2 separate regions of the Zea mays genome follow, and region 2 is linked to region 1. Evidence: chromatin contacts called from public Hi-C data. All regions are on one chromosome and are shown on one strand. The core of a region is the stretch at or near the end of the contact, and the rest is flanking DNA. Distances in the headings are between cores, read along the strand shown. Region 1 holds the start of LOC103652991 (VIN3-like protein 2). Region 2 holds the start of LOC103652994.

Region 1 (6,589 bases), core at 2,639-5,138:
CCACTGCATTCCAGTATCAATGTATCTTGTCCCAAGTTCGTACTTGTGTTCTCATTGCCTTTTGATCTTATTTGACATTTTTGGTGAGGCAATGGGGTAAAAGGGCCAAAAGTTCTCCTATTTTGGTGCTTAATACCAAAGGGGAGAAATTAAGGCCAAAGCAAATGGATCAACCAACCACTTGTGAATTTCAAAAATTGTAGAGTTAGAATCTTTGTGTTTGATCAAAACCCTCTTATTGCTAAACTTGTTCTCTTATGGGGGAGAATTTTGATTATGGGAAAAGGGGGAGTTTTGGCATTTGATCAAATTTACTCTTGAAAGATCTCTCAATTTGCCAAAACAAGTGTGTTGGACTTAGAGATAGGAAAAAGAATTTATTTTGTGAAAATAAACCCAGTGGTGGCAAAAGCGATCCAAATATGCCAAATTCCTTGAAAATCTTATTGGTCTTCAACTTGCATTTTTGAGCTTTTCTAGATATGTTAGTTCGAAACGAGTTGCTTTTTAATGTGTTGGCATAAATCACCAAAAAGGGGGAGATTGAAAGGGAAATGTGCCCTTGGGCTATTTCCATATTGTTTTGGTGATTAGATGAACGACACACTTGGTGAGAACTAACAAATGTTAAGCAAAGGAATATCTAGATGGATAAAGTGTGAAGTCAAGTTCAAAAGGAGCAAAAGGAGTTCAGCTGAAACAACAAGTGGAACACCCGTTGCGGGTGCACCGGACGCTGTCCGGTGCCCAGGCTGCTCAGCGACGAACTCGCTGCTCTCGGGAATCGCCAAGGATGCTGCGGCTAAAATTCACCGGACTGTCCGGTGTGCACCAGACTGTCCAGTGAGCCAACAACGCTCGCGCCAACGATCGGCAGCACGATCAACGAGCGAAGTGTGGCCAGAGCCAACAGTCACTGGGCCGCACCAGACTGTCAGTGTGCCAAGTGGACCAAGGGTTCAACGGTCGGCTTCGCCAAAGAAGGAAAGAAATCGTGCACTGTTCATGCCCGGTAGTGCACCGGACTGTCCGGTGCGCCAACGGACAGAAGGCAAGAATTGCCTACCAAATGGAGCTCCAACAGCTCCTAGCTTCCTTGGGGCTATAAAAGGGACCCCTAGGCGCATGGAGCAGTACATCAAAGCCTCCATTGAACATTCTAAGACGCCTAGACTCTGCAAGCACGCATCCGGATAATTGTGATTGAGATTTGAGCACTTATTGAGTTGTGAACTCGTTGCGCTGTGTTTGTGTGCTCGTTTCTTGACTTGTGTGCATGTTGTTGTTGCGACTCTAGCTCATGTGTGTTTCCTTCCCTCCCTTACTCTTGTGGTTTTCATTGTGACAATATTGTAAGGGTGAGAGGCTCCAACTTGTGGAGATTCCTCACAAAGAGAACATCTGCTATAAGGAAGAAAACCGTGGTATTCAAGTGGATCATTGGATCGCTTGAAAGGGGTTGAGTGCAACCCTCGTCCATTGGGATACCACAACGTGGAAGTAGGCAAGTGTTCTACTTGGCTGAACCACGAGATAAAATCGATGTGTCATCTGTTGTTATTTGTGTGTGATTCTCTCTGCTTCTACTCACTTGATAATTGCTCTAAGTTTAATACTCACCTTGTGAAGAGCAATTAAGTGAAGAAGTCATGTATTTCTCTCTAGACATAGCACCATGGTTTTGATTCCACTAACATTTCATAAACCAAGTTTGTGCCATTTAGTGTTGATTTTTACAGGATCACCTATTTACCCCCCCTCTAGGTGCTCTCAAGTCGGAGAGTCAGAGACCAGAGAGGGAGACCGGAGCGGAGAGAGGACAGATCTGAGCCTAAGCGTTGAGCGGAGGCGGAGGGACCGAGGGAGAGTTCGCAGCTTCGTGACGGCTGGTGACGTTTAGGGTTTAGTCGTGCACTCGCGCGAGCGCGACTTTGGGATGGGGACCGGGGGCATATGGTTGGCTGAGCCTAGGCCATGCCATAGCCGTGCCAGTCCAGTTAACCGTGTCGGGCCTGGACTGACACTATGGACCGAGCTGGTGGCCCAGACACGACACTATGTACGGGCCAAGCCCGACACCGGTAGTATATGGACCAGGTTGTGTCGTGCCTGGGCCATGCTTTTTAGTGCCGTACCTAGGCCGGCCCACCATGTTAGTGCCATATGGCCATCTATAGGGATGCGACCATCGCCACAATAGCGGGAGAGGAGATACCGCCTCCATCTTTTACACGACAAAGGCAGAGAAGGAGGGGGCCACTGCGGGGAGTGGGCCCGCCGTAGAAAGAGGCAAGCACGTTGCCCTGCGCAACCGGGAGGTATTTGCGAACGTCTCTCGGTCATGACCGGCGCAGCAACTGTGTTCGTGCCCGTGAAGCTGTAGATCTAGCCGAAGTCGGCCCGTGGCCAGAACCCTGGGGACAGGGCCAAGCGGCGAAGGCGGGCTCAGCGGCGCCCGACTGCAGCGTCTTCCCCGGAGACGCTGCCAAGGATGAAGGACGCAAGCGGGAGCGCGGTGGGGGAGGAGGTCGAAAACGGGTGGGAGCTGGTGCAGCGGCACAGGTACGGATCTCCACGACGGCAGGTGCTCCGTTGAGCGAGGCGACGGCTGAAGGTGCTGCCAACAGGAGGTTGAGGTAGTACACCTTCACCTCGGTCGCCTCCTCCGCATGGGGTTTTGGCGGAGGGGCGACGGCGGGCGCGAAGGGAGGAGGGTTTAGGGTTTAAGGTGAACGTGCGGTGAGGGAGCCCGGGTCACGCATGCGGGCGTAGGCAGGGGCGGGGGCGCACGGACGAGCGTGCACGCGCAGGTGGGGGCGCGACTCGATGTGGACGCCCTCTTTGTATTCTTAACAGGAGTAGTATAGATATTTGGTCATATAAATAGTAATAATATTTTTTTTTATAAAACGTTCTTAAACTTATGAGAAAAAGATATACGTTCTTTTGGACGGATACTATATTGTTATAATTCTATAAATATTTTAAACTTCGACCGCAATAGCAAGAAGGAAAAGATAAAATAGGGTTCACCAGGAATCGATCTAGAGATCTTGCACATGTGCGTGTTGGACAACAGTGGTAGCGTCATGTGCGCGCGTGGGGTGGATGATCCAAACATTCTTGACCGTTAGGGGCTTGTTTGGGATAAAGGGTAATGGAAGGGATTGAGGGGGCTAGAATCCCTCACTATTTAAAATTGAGTAGTGAGGGATTTTAGCCCACTCGATCCACTCTATTACCTTTGATCCCAAACAAGCCCTAGATGTGAGTGAATGAGAGAAAAAATGGGAAAAATATCTGGACTGTTCAATGTGATAGAGGGAATTTTTTTTATGTATATAAATGGGGTGCACAAAGAACAGTATAGATTATTTGTTGAGTGGTTAATTTAAACTTATGATTTAGTAAAGATATAGATTAATTGTATATATACCACTCAACTTTTACAAAAATACGGTGTCTTCTCCCTGACTTCTTAAACTATGTTATATTTTCTCATATATAAATAGATGTATACCATATTTATATTCTTTTCACTACACTAACTACACTAAATGATCTTAAACTGAAACATCTTATCAGGTAAACTATGTTTCCTACTCTTCGTTTGAAACGCGTGAACATAGTACTTTTATTAACTGAAATGTGTTGTCCTGATAGTCGTAAGGACGCATGATGTCCTAGTTAGAGAGAAAAAAAAATAGAGAAGCGCAGAAAACGGGAAAGAATCCCTGAGCTGACATGTGGCTCGACGTAGTACCGTTATACGCTCGATCCTCGGAGTTATTCTCACCCGCTGTGTAGCCTGGGCCACATTTTTTTAGTGACTGTGGGCCTCCACCATCTTTGGTCCACGCTTCCTCCCGGTCTGACTCTGCTACCGCAGCTCTCCTCTACCAGAACCAGACTCCCACGCCCCCCTCCCCTCGTGTCTCAAAAGCATAGCGCACCACCACGGGCCACGGCAATACGGCATCATCTCCAAACTCCCGAGGGGGGACCATCACCGCTGCTGAGCACGCCCGCCGCCTGCCCTTCCTCCTCCCACCCGTGCCGCAGCTTTCGATTCCTGCCCGCCTCATTGCTACCTGGTCGGGCCGCGGAATTAATGTCGCGCGGAGGAAATCCGGTAAGCTCCGGCCCGATTTTCAACTCTCCCCTCCCTCATCCTCGATTGGGGTTGAGAAATTGAATCAAACCCCCCACACCCACCCACCCAAAAAAGTCGCCCTTCCTCGGACGAGATCCCCCCAATCAGTTCTTATTGTGGCCGATAGATTGATTGCCTCACTTGCCTTCCGCTCGCTTTTGGGGTGCTAACCTAATCGGTGACCCTCCTTGTGTGCTCGGATTGGGTTCTCGTTCTCATCAGCATTGACCTCAGCGGCTTTCTTTTGGACAATGCTGCTGTTTTACTGCTTGTTTCTACCATCTACGGCCGTGTAGGTGTGTCCGACACGCCACAAAAACTTTTCGTTATGTTCAGCAGGTAAACAAGTCTAGCTGAAGTGACGATTGCCAGCATTGTTCGACCGTGCGGCTTCTGTTTGGCTGGTAAGCTCACTATTATGCTCCAGCAGATAAGTTGTTCCTCTATCGTCTATGACCTGCTTGTATTGTATTGTTGCCTTGACGGCTTCTAGTGCTTATTTATAAAATTATTATTTTCCCTCTAATGTATGTACGGGCAATATGATCTTGTTGACAATTTCAGTTGAGCCTTCATAAGGCAACCCATATGTTCTATGGTGCTGCTTCCATATTTGTGTGGGTACACAATGCCGTTCCCTGTGTCTCATTCTGCCCAATCTTGATTCCCTTGTTGCAATGTTACGAAATATGGTGGGACAGCTCCTCTAATCATAGGAACATGTTGATGCAATTAAACCAAACTTTTTTTAACATCTAAACACGGACATATAGAACTTGAATCACAAATCTGTGTAATAACAGACAAACTATGATTTGGGTTTGACTTGGAATTTGTGGAAACTATATTTACAAAATCTCGGCATTTCCGGTAACATAAACATGCCTAATAATTATTATAAAATAAATGTTACACAACCTAGGGCCAAACTAGAGTCTAAATTAACTATGTAGTTACTCAATTGTTGCTTGGTGATTATATGAGCATTGTGAACCAATATATGAGATGTGCTTCGACACTAATACACACGAGGAAGGAGATGTTAGTTTGGAAGGTCAAGTAGTGCCCAGGAAGGATATGTTTCGGTATTTAGGATCAATGCTATAGAGAGACGGGGATATTGATGAAGATATTGGCTATAAAATCAAAGCAGCGTGGATGAAGTGTCTTCAAGCATCTTATGTTCTTTATGAGAAGAGGCCAAGAGGGTACCATAAAAGTTAAAAGGCAAGTTTTATAGGACAGTAATTAGACCACGACATGTTCAACGGATAAGTGGGTTGAAATTGTGTATGCTGCGTTGGGTTTGTGGTCATACAAGAAGGTCAAGTGATAGGCTAGTGGTAGCACCAGAAGCAAAATTTGTCCAACACTGGCTGAGATGTTTGGACATGTCCAGTGACGGACGCAGGACCAAAATTCATAGGGGGCCAAGAAAACCGCATGACAAAATCAAATAATACCATAAAAACTACTTTTGTGTTGAATTCAAGTTTCATATCAATACACGATAGAAGTTTAAAAAAGAAAACTATATGAAGAATATAATGAAACATATAGCTAAATTTTTACTGACCAAATTGAAGTAATGCGAACCTTGTCGAATGTCTATCTCCTCAAAGGGTGGAGCACTGCGAAAGGGGTAGGGTCATGCGACGTCTCCGGTTGAGAGCCAGGGCTCGCTGATTCACCCAAACTCGTCGGCCAACGGAAACGGGTCACATCGTCGCAGCGAGCGAGATCGAGGCTAATGGACGGGCCAGCAACGAGAAGGGGGCATCTGAACAGACTGGATTGAGCAACGTCGGGATGAATGAAGACAGATAGATAGATGCGAGGACTAGGCTGAGAAGAAGGATGGATCGAAAAGGCTAGACCACGATAAGGCCTAGAACATAACTGTTTAACCCATCCAAAACTTAACTTTTTTATATTTAATAGTAGATGTACATTAGGTATAAAAGGTTATAGAAAATTGAGGGGGCCATGGCCTACTTTGCCCCCGCCCCCCCTATGGATCCGCTCCTGGACATGTCTAGTGTAGACCTTTAGAGCCACCAGTGTGTAGCGGGATTCTAAGGCGTGATAGCAATGGGAAGAGAGGTAAGGGATGCCGAAGTTGACATGGGAAGATGCAGTAAAAGGAGACTTAAAGGGATGGAATATAACCAAAGGTTTAGCCTTGAATAGGAGTGCATGGAAAATAATTATCCATGTGCCTAAACCTTGACTTGTGGTTTCTATCAGGTTTCAACTCTAGTCCACTCCAACTTGCATGGGACAAAAAGGCTTTGTTGTTCTTGTTGTTGTGTTGTGTGAAGTGGATAACTCAAGGCTGGATGTAATTGCATGCAAATATGCCACCTATATCTGCTGCCCACACAAGCTATTTGGACACCTGGGTACTCTGTTGTCACTCTAGGTGCTATGTGCCAA
Region 2 (6,589 bases), core at 1,635-4,134, 180 kb before region 1:
CCTGTGAGATTGTTTTACGAAGTGTCACTGAACAGTCTCCTATCCCACCTGATCTAGCACAAATCATATCTCTGAAATTTACATTCAGAGTCACAATTGACAATCAATCTCTTTTCCAACAAACCAATCGCCCAAACGTGTTCCGCATTAATTCTATTGTTGCTGCACATGGGAGACAACGTTCTTTACCAATGCAAATAGGAAATTCCGATCAACAAGGACCATCAACACCTCAAAACAAATCAAAACCGATGTTATTGGAAGACTCTCCATCTACAGCTTTGGAAAAATTATCTACTACAACTCCTACAACTGTATGATACTTCTTAATCACAATACTGCTATATTAATCCATCTCTTACACATTACTAGCTCAAACTAAAATGTTATGTACATTAATTTTTACAGGTAGTAAGGAAGCTTCTATATTCCGAAACTGACAACATGCCGAAAGCGTACTCAATTTCTTTTACTCAATTATCTTTTATTCATTTTAAGATTTAGTGAGTATTGACAGTTAAAAATACTTATATCTGTTCCATGTTGACAGTGCAAACAAGAGTAATATCAATAGCCCAGAAAAAGATGATGGCGATAAGGAAACCGCACAGGTTTGATCCATTTCATTCCACTAAACTATCATACTTATATTTTCTGCCTAAACTACATACACTTACTTCTTAACATATTCAAAAGTTCCATAAATACAGATTTTAAAACAACTGATTCTACCACAGTCAAATGTACAGAGTTAGACTACCGTACCATAACTTACTAAACTGTACAACAATTCATTGTTACAACCAATATTAGATTCTCATAATCAGATAAAATCTATCTGTTAGAGATCCAAACATTTTGCTTTCCATGTCTTGGTTAATGTGTTGTGTGAAAGAATCTCAATTATTATCCTTACGTTTCATTTACTTGGGTATTGTGCAATGTAATCTTATTATACATCATGTATTACGTCTAACATAGTTTATTCATCTTATACAAATTAACATTTTCATAGCTTATTTAAACCTGATACCAATATATAATTGAAAATAACTCTTCTATTCAATGCAGTTCCTCCTTTCATTGCATACGCATGCATACTTTTATACAAGTTTTACAAAGCATCCAGCATCCAAGTTTCAGTGAGCAAAAACAAATCATACACCTTATAATGCAATATACATACCTCACTACTATAGATATATATACTATTATAATACTATATATACTTGCTCTGATCTACCTTCTATGCTAAACGAGCCTTATGTTTATATTTTATGGCTCAATAATTTGACATTACTTACTTTATTCCTACCTATCTTTCAAATAACAATAGCTATTTCACACAACCATTTCCAATTATTGACATGATGAATGGCAAGTGTTGTTGTTACTACTGTACGCCATCTTCTGTACATTTGAATAGTTTTGTTCAAATATTATAACTCAATAGGATGTCATCATATTCTTTATTCCAATCAATACACCAATTTCAATTTATCAAATATATCTATTTCAATAGAGTCCCATACTCTACTATTGTTCTATTTACATTTGTTAAAAGACATTACATATTTTCCGCTTCTTTATAAAGAACTTCGATATATGCAGCTTGATACAATACCCAATAACAAAGGAAAAGGACCAGCAGATACAATTGAATCGCCACCTAAAAGGTTAGGCTCCGTGTCATACTCTCCTATATGAATTATTTTCCTTCCTATTATGATAGCGTAGTTCCATTACCAATCTTAGTTACTACAAACCATATAACACAGTTTCTCTGTACCTGCATTTCAGAATAATAAAAATTTATATTTTCCTATGGAATATATTACATACTAGGCTGACTATTAAATTCTAAAATTCGTTTACAGGTTCAAATAAGGGACGATACGCATCGGAAAAGAAATGGACATCAAATCCTCCGAGAACTAAAGTTTCACTCAGATCTTCGTCGACCTTTTGAGTTGCACAATGTCTATTTTGCAACATATGTATAATTATATATGATGACCTACTCAGCTCTTTGAAAACAATTTATGTAAATATAACAGCCTAATTCTACGTAGTGGACAAAAATGTTGACTCTGATTATAGCTCAGGTAACTCTATTTCATATAAACACTAGATGCGTTCCATATAAATTACGCTATTTCGTAGCAATTACTAACGTTTAAAATCAACAATAACCTTTTATTTTGTTGTTAGTGTGACAAATCATTGCTGCTCCATCCAATTCAGCAGCCTCAAACACCATGTAGTTCATTGCGCCAATGTGGTCTCAGAAACGACCTAATGCTTGCAAGAGCAAAGAACGTCGTGTCGTGCTTAGGCTGTAGCTCGGCCCGTAGTGCTGGCCCGGCCCGACACGATTATTTTTTTATTTTACAAAAAACATATATACCTATATACAATTTATATTCAATATTAAAAACATCTTAGCGTGATGTTCTACTGTTTCACCTAGTGTCTCCCGCCCTTCTTCCATCAGGGCATGGTTTCGAACCTTACCTCTGCACCGTTTTTTAACATTTTACGCTGATTTAATTAAATGGATCGACGGGCTAACGGACTGGCCCGACACAGTTAGCAGGCCAGCATGACATGCCTGTGCCATAGTTGTGACCCGCGTGCATCTAGCCCGTGTCGGACGTTGTTACGCTGATTTAATTAAATGGATCGACGGGCTGGCCCGACACAGTTAGCAGGCCGGCATGACATACCTGTACCATAGTTGTGGCCCGCGTGCATATAGCCCGTGTCGGGCGTCGTTTGACATCTATAGACGTGCAGCGGATTAATTTGAAATAGCTGTGAGGGGTTATTTGTAAAAAAATGACGTATGACGACCGTTGAAACTGGTGCTTTAAGTATAGTATAGATATAACATATGCTGTTTTGGTAAAGTGGAGGAAAGGCGAGTAGAGGCGGCTGACGAGGTGACGCGTGCGTGCGTGGCGTCCAGCGTCCCCCTCCCCCGTCTCTCTCCCTTTCTCTCTGCAGTCTGCACGCCAAAAAAAAAAAAAGTCTTCAGCCATCTCGACGGCTCGTCGGCTCGACCACTTCGCCTCCCCACCCCGCCGGAACCCTAACCCCAGCCGCGAGAGCTCCACCCGCCGCGCCGTGCCGATGGGACGGTGAGTCACCCGTGCTCTCTGCCCCCTCTACTACTTCCCTCCACCTCCATCCTCCGGGGCTCGGGTGGCGGGTGGAGCGGGCGTTCCGGTACGCGGGGACGCGATGGGATCATGTGACTCGGTGGACTCCGGGAAATTTGGTCTGGTTCGGTCGGGCAATTTGGCGTGGGGGATTCGTGGTGTTCTCTCTATTTGGGGTCCATGTGAGTGGGAGAGAGAGTGGTTTGGGGAACTGGGGCCTGTCTTCTGGCTGCGTTTGTCTTTGGGGAGTGGATTTATGGGCTTGGAAGAAGATTGAATTCCGGGTGCTAGAGCAGCGATTCGGTGCGGTAAGCAGAGGCGCACGAGGGAAATCGTAACTTTAGGTCGAGATGAGTACCGCTCTCTAGTATGCATATTAGGTGAAGCGTGCAAGCAGATTTTTTTGTCTGTTAAATCTAAATCCAACGGTAGATACAATTGTGGTTTTCTAGAGGTTTTTTATAAAGCTACATCAGATGGTGGTAGAAGGGTTTAAGTGCTAAATATGACATATCGTTGGATCTAGATCTAACGGAGTAAAATATCTGCTTGCACGCTTCCACCTAGTGCATGCTTGCATATTAGTCGTCGCTTCCTACTAAGCTACCGGTGCCTAGTGGACTATTAGTATGTGATTTGCTGTCTGGGTGAAATTCGGGTTTGGAGGTGTCCGGTTTTTAGGGTTTATAGAAAAGTATAAATAGCCAGTGGTCTCGTGGGCTGAGCTATGGATGGATGAAGGGAGATCAGGTGAGCATCATCCGGTTCCTAAGGCGAAATTCTGCCTTCAGGCCGGCTTTAAGGTTTAAGCCCACCTGACCAAAAGGCATTGGCTTTTGTTTTGCCTAATGGCCATTCTGTAAACACTTCTGCTGCCACATTTATTCCCTTGGTGGTATATGACTCTCCATAGATTTTACTTAAATCCTACCAAAGTTTACTTGTAAAAAACACTAACATGATATTTAGGGGTGTTTGGGCTGCTCCAGCTCCAGAAAATTTGGTGGAGTTTTTGGAGCAGGTCATTAGTTGCTATAGAAAATCGTGGAGCTGGAGTTATGAACCTTTAGAAAAAGTCATTTTGTTTATTATTTAGATTTAAAATATTTTTTAAACTATTTAAATTTACATTATAAACTACAGCTCCACGCCGAAGCTGGAACCTAGAGCAGTCCCAAACTTTTGTGAGAAAATTGACGCTGTAGAAAATTTTATGATCACAAACATTGAAAGCACACGACAGCCTCAACCACTCGTACGGCAACAAATGGTGAATATCTGCCCTCTGGTTTACTCCAACTTTCTCTTGTCGAGGATCTGGGAACATTATCACCCATTCGTCGTTACTAACTGCAACTATTTCCATGAATTGATGAATAATATATATTTATATATGCAGCTTTTAGAACATTTGTTGTTTTGGTGGACTTGAGCAGGTCGTTGTGAATTGAAGTAGCTTGGAAGAGCAGTGTTATGCACAGCGATGGGAGACAATGTCCTAAAACTCAGGGTGGGCTTCTCAGGGTAAACTGCATTATGGATTCTGGCAACAGTTCATGCTCTAGAACACGAAGTGGGCTTCTAAGATTAAAGGGCTTACTGGATTCCAGTGGTGTTTCGAGTTCTAGAACTCGAAGTGGCCTTTTAAGGATAAAGAGCTTTGTGGATTCCAGTGATGGTTCATGTTCGAGGTCACAAAGTGACCATGTAAGATGTAGCCCTCCTATTGTCGAGGTAAAAAAGTTTCTGAATCAGTATTAAGCCACCACAAAATTATTGACTGCACCATGACAAGTATGTTAGGATTTGACACTTCTGTATCCTACATGCTAGGCTATAATAAATGACGAAGCAGTCTTGAAGGAGTCTCCTGATGGATTGATGAAAAAAGAGATACCTGTTAGGACTCAAAATGAGTTTGTTAGACAGAACTCTGCTGACAAGGCATGCTAGTTTTTAACTTCTCAATTTTTGTTTGTTTTTTGTGCACTGTTATATGTTCGTTAGAGTTTCCTGTCATATTCTATACTAGGCTGTAACCAAGGACGATTCAGGCATGCGGACGCTTCCCAATGGGAGTTTGAGTGAAGATATGCCTTCTAGAACACGGAGTGGGCTGGTCAGGAGAAGCCCTACTGTTAAGGTACAAAAAAAAGGTCTAAACCCTCCCTCTCCCTCTATTTATTTAATTTCAGTGCAGGGTAACAAGTGTGTCGATCCTGCATCAAGGCATCCATTATTTTCTTGTTTGCTCTTTTATTTATCTTAGGAGTGCAGCTTGACTAGTATTGTGAAACTTGTCATCTTTTGTTTTATTACAAGACTTTAAGCAAGGATCAATCAGTCATTAATGGGCTGGCTGATGGGTCACTGAAAGAAGACATGCCTCTTGGAACACGGAGTGGCCTTGTCAGAGGAACCCTTGCTGCCAAGGCATGGATATTTGTAGCTAAACACCCCTTTTCATGTGATCTAATAATGCAATGTGATAATGACTTTGAGAAATTACTGCCTTTTGTTTCATCTTGGATCCAATCAAGACTCCTGATGGATGGATGAAGAATGACAAGGCTGCTGGAACACGGAGTGGTCTTGGTGGTGGAAGATTGGTAGCCAAGGCAAGCAAGTTTCTAACCGGAAACCTAAACCTCCCCCCCTCCCCCCCCAAAAAAGGATACCTATTTAGGTACTTTAGAGGTAGAACTCTGACACTTATCTGTTGTTTGTAGACTGTAAGCAAGGACAAAAGGGCTGTTGAGGGTTTGCCTGATGGATGGCGAAAAGAATACAGGCCAAGGAAGAATGGTTCATTTCTGGATGTGGTATGCTGTCATGACCGTTTTCCTCGTGTTATTTTTCTTCATCGAAACAACATATATAAGTCACTACCAATATTTATTTAAAATAGAAATTGGATATTAAGAAATAAAAATATCTTGTACTTCAAATTTGTATACTAAATTACTAATATAACAGAACGGCTACCTTTTGAAAGAGAGGAAAACATATGTGAACTTCAATATTTCTTTCTTTCATGTTCCATAATGATAACAATGCCCTACTTGGCTACTTAGATGAAGGTTTTAGTTTATGAGTGATGGTGTCTACTTTAAAAGAAACCTAACTACCACTGCAGATACTACATACAGTTATGTTTGCTATGTTATAGAATCCCTACCATAGATCTTATTTTGCTTCACATTGCTTTGTTTATTTTTCAGTGAACTGGCTCTTTTGGCCTCTAATTCTTTTTTATCTGTGCAGTACTACATTGATCCAGTCAGTGGATATGAATTTCGCTCTTTTAAGGATGTGCACCGTTATCTTGAAACTGGAGATATTAGACAGTGCGCCGTGAGACCAAAGAAGAGTACCATCTGCGAAGTTCATATAATAGAAAGTCAAACTCATGTGAGTTCCTTGCAACT

The links. Hi-C and Micro-C count contacts between places; a contact is called where the count stands out from the background.
Region 2: a Hi-C map of leaf shows a contact between it and region 1, with 7 times the contacts expected there. The contact joins the promoter of LOC103652994 here to the promoter of LOC103652991 in region 1. A contact is called at or near these places in 7 of 25 Hi-C or Micro-C datasets (bundle sheath, ear, endosperm and 2 more).

Annotation. Positions count from the first base shown.
Region 1 is chr4:28,451,073-28,457,661 of Zm-B73-REFERENCE-NAM-5.0, reverse strand. It overlaps LOC103652991 (VIN3-like protein 2), which reads left to right and starts at 3,888. Exons shown (of 4, transcript XM_008679970.4): 1 at 3,888-4,132.
Region 2 is chr4:28,630,684-28,637,272 of Zm-B73-REFERENCE-NAM-5.0, reverse strand. It overlaps LOC103652994, which reads left to right and starts at 2,884. Exons shown (of 9, transcript XM_008679972.3): 1 at 2,884-3,140; 2 at 4,598-4,895; 3 at 4,995-5,105; 4 at 5,194-5,304; 5 at 5,484-5,594; 6 at 5,702-5,779; 7 at 5,891-5,983; 8 at 6,426-6,572. The coding sequence starts at 4,635. It also overlaps the pseudogene LOC100500983.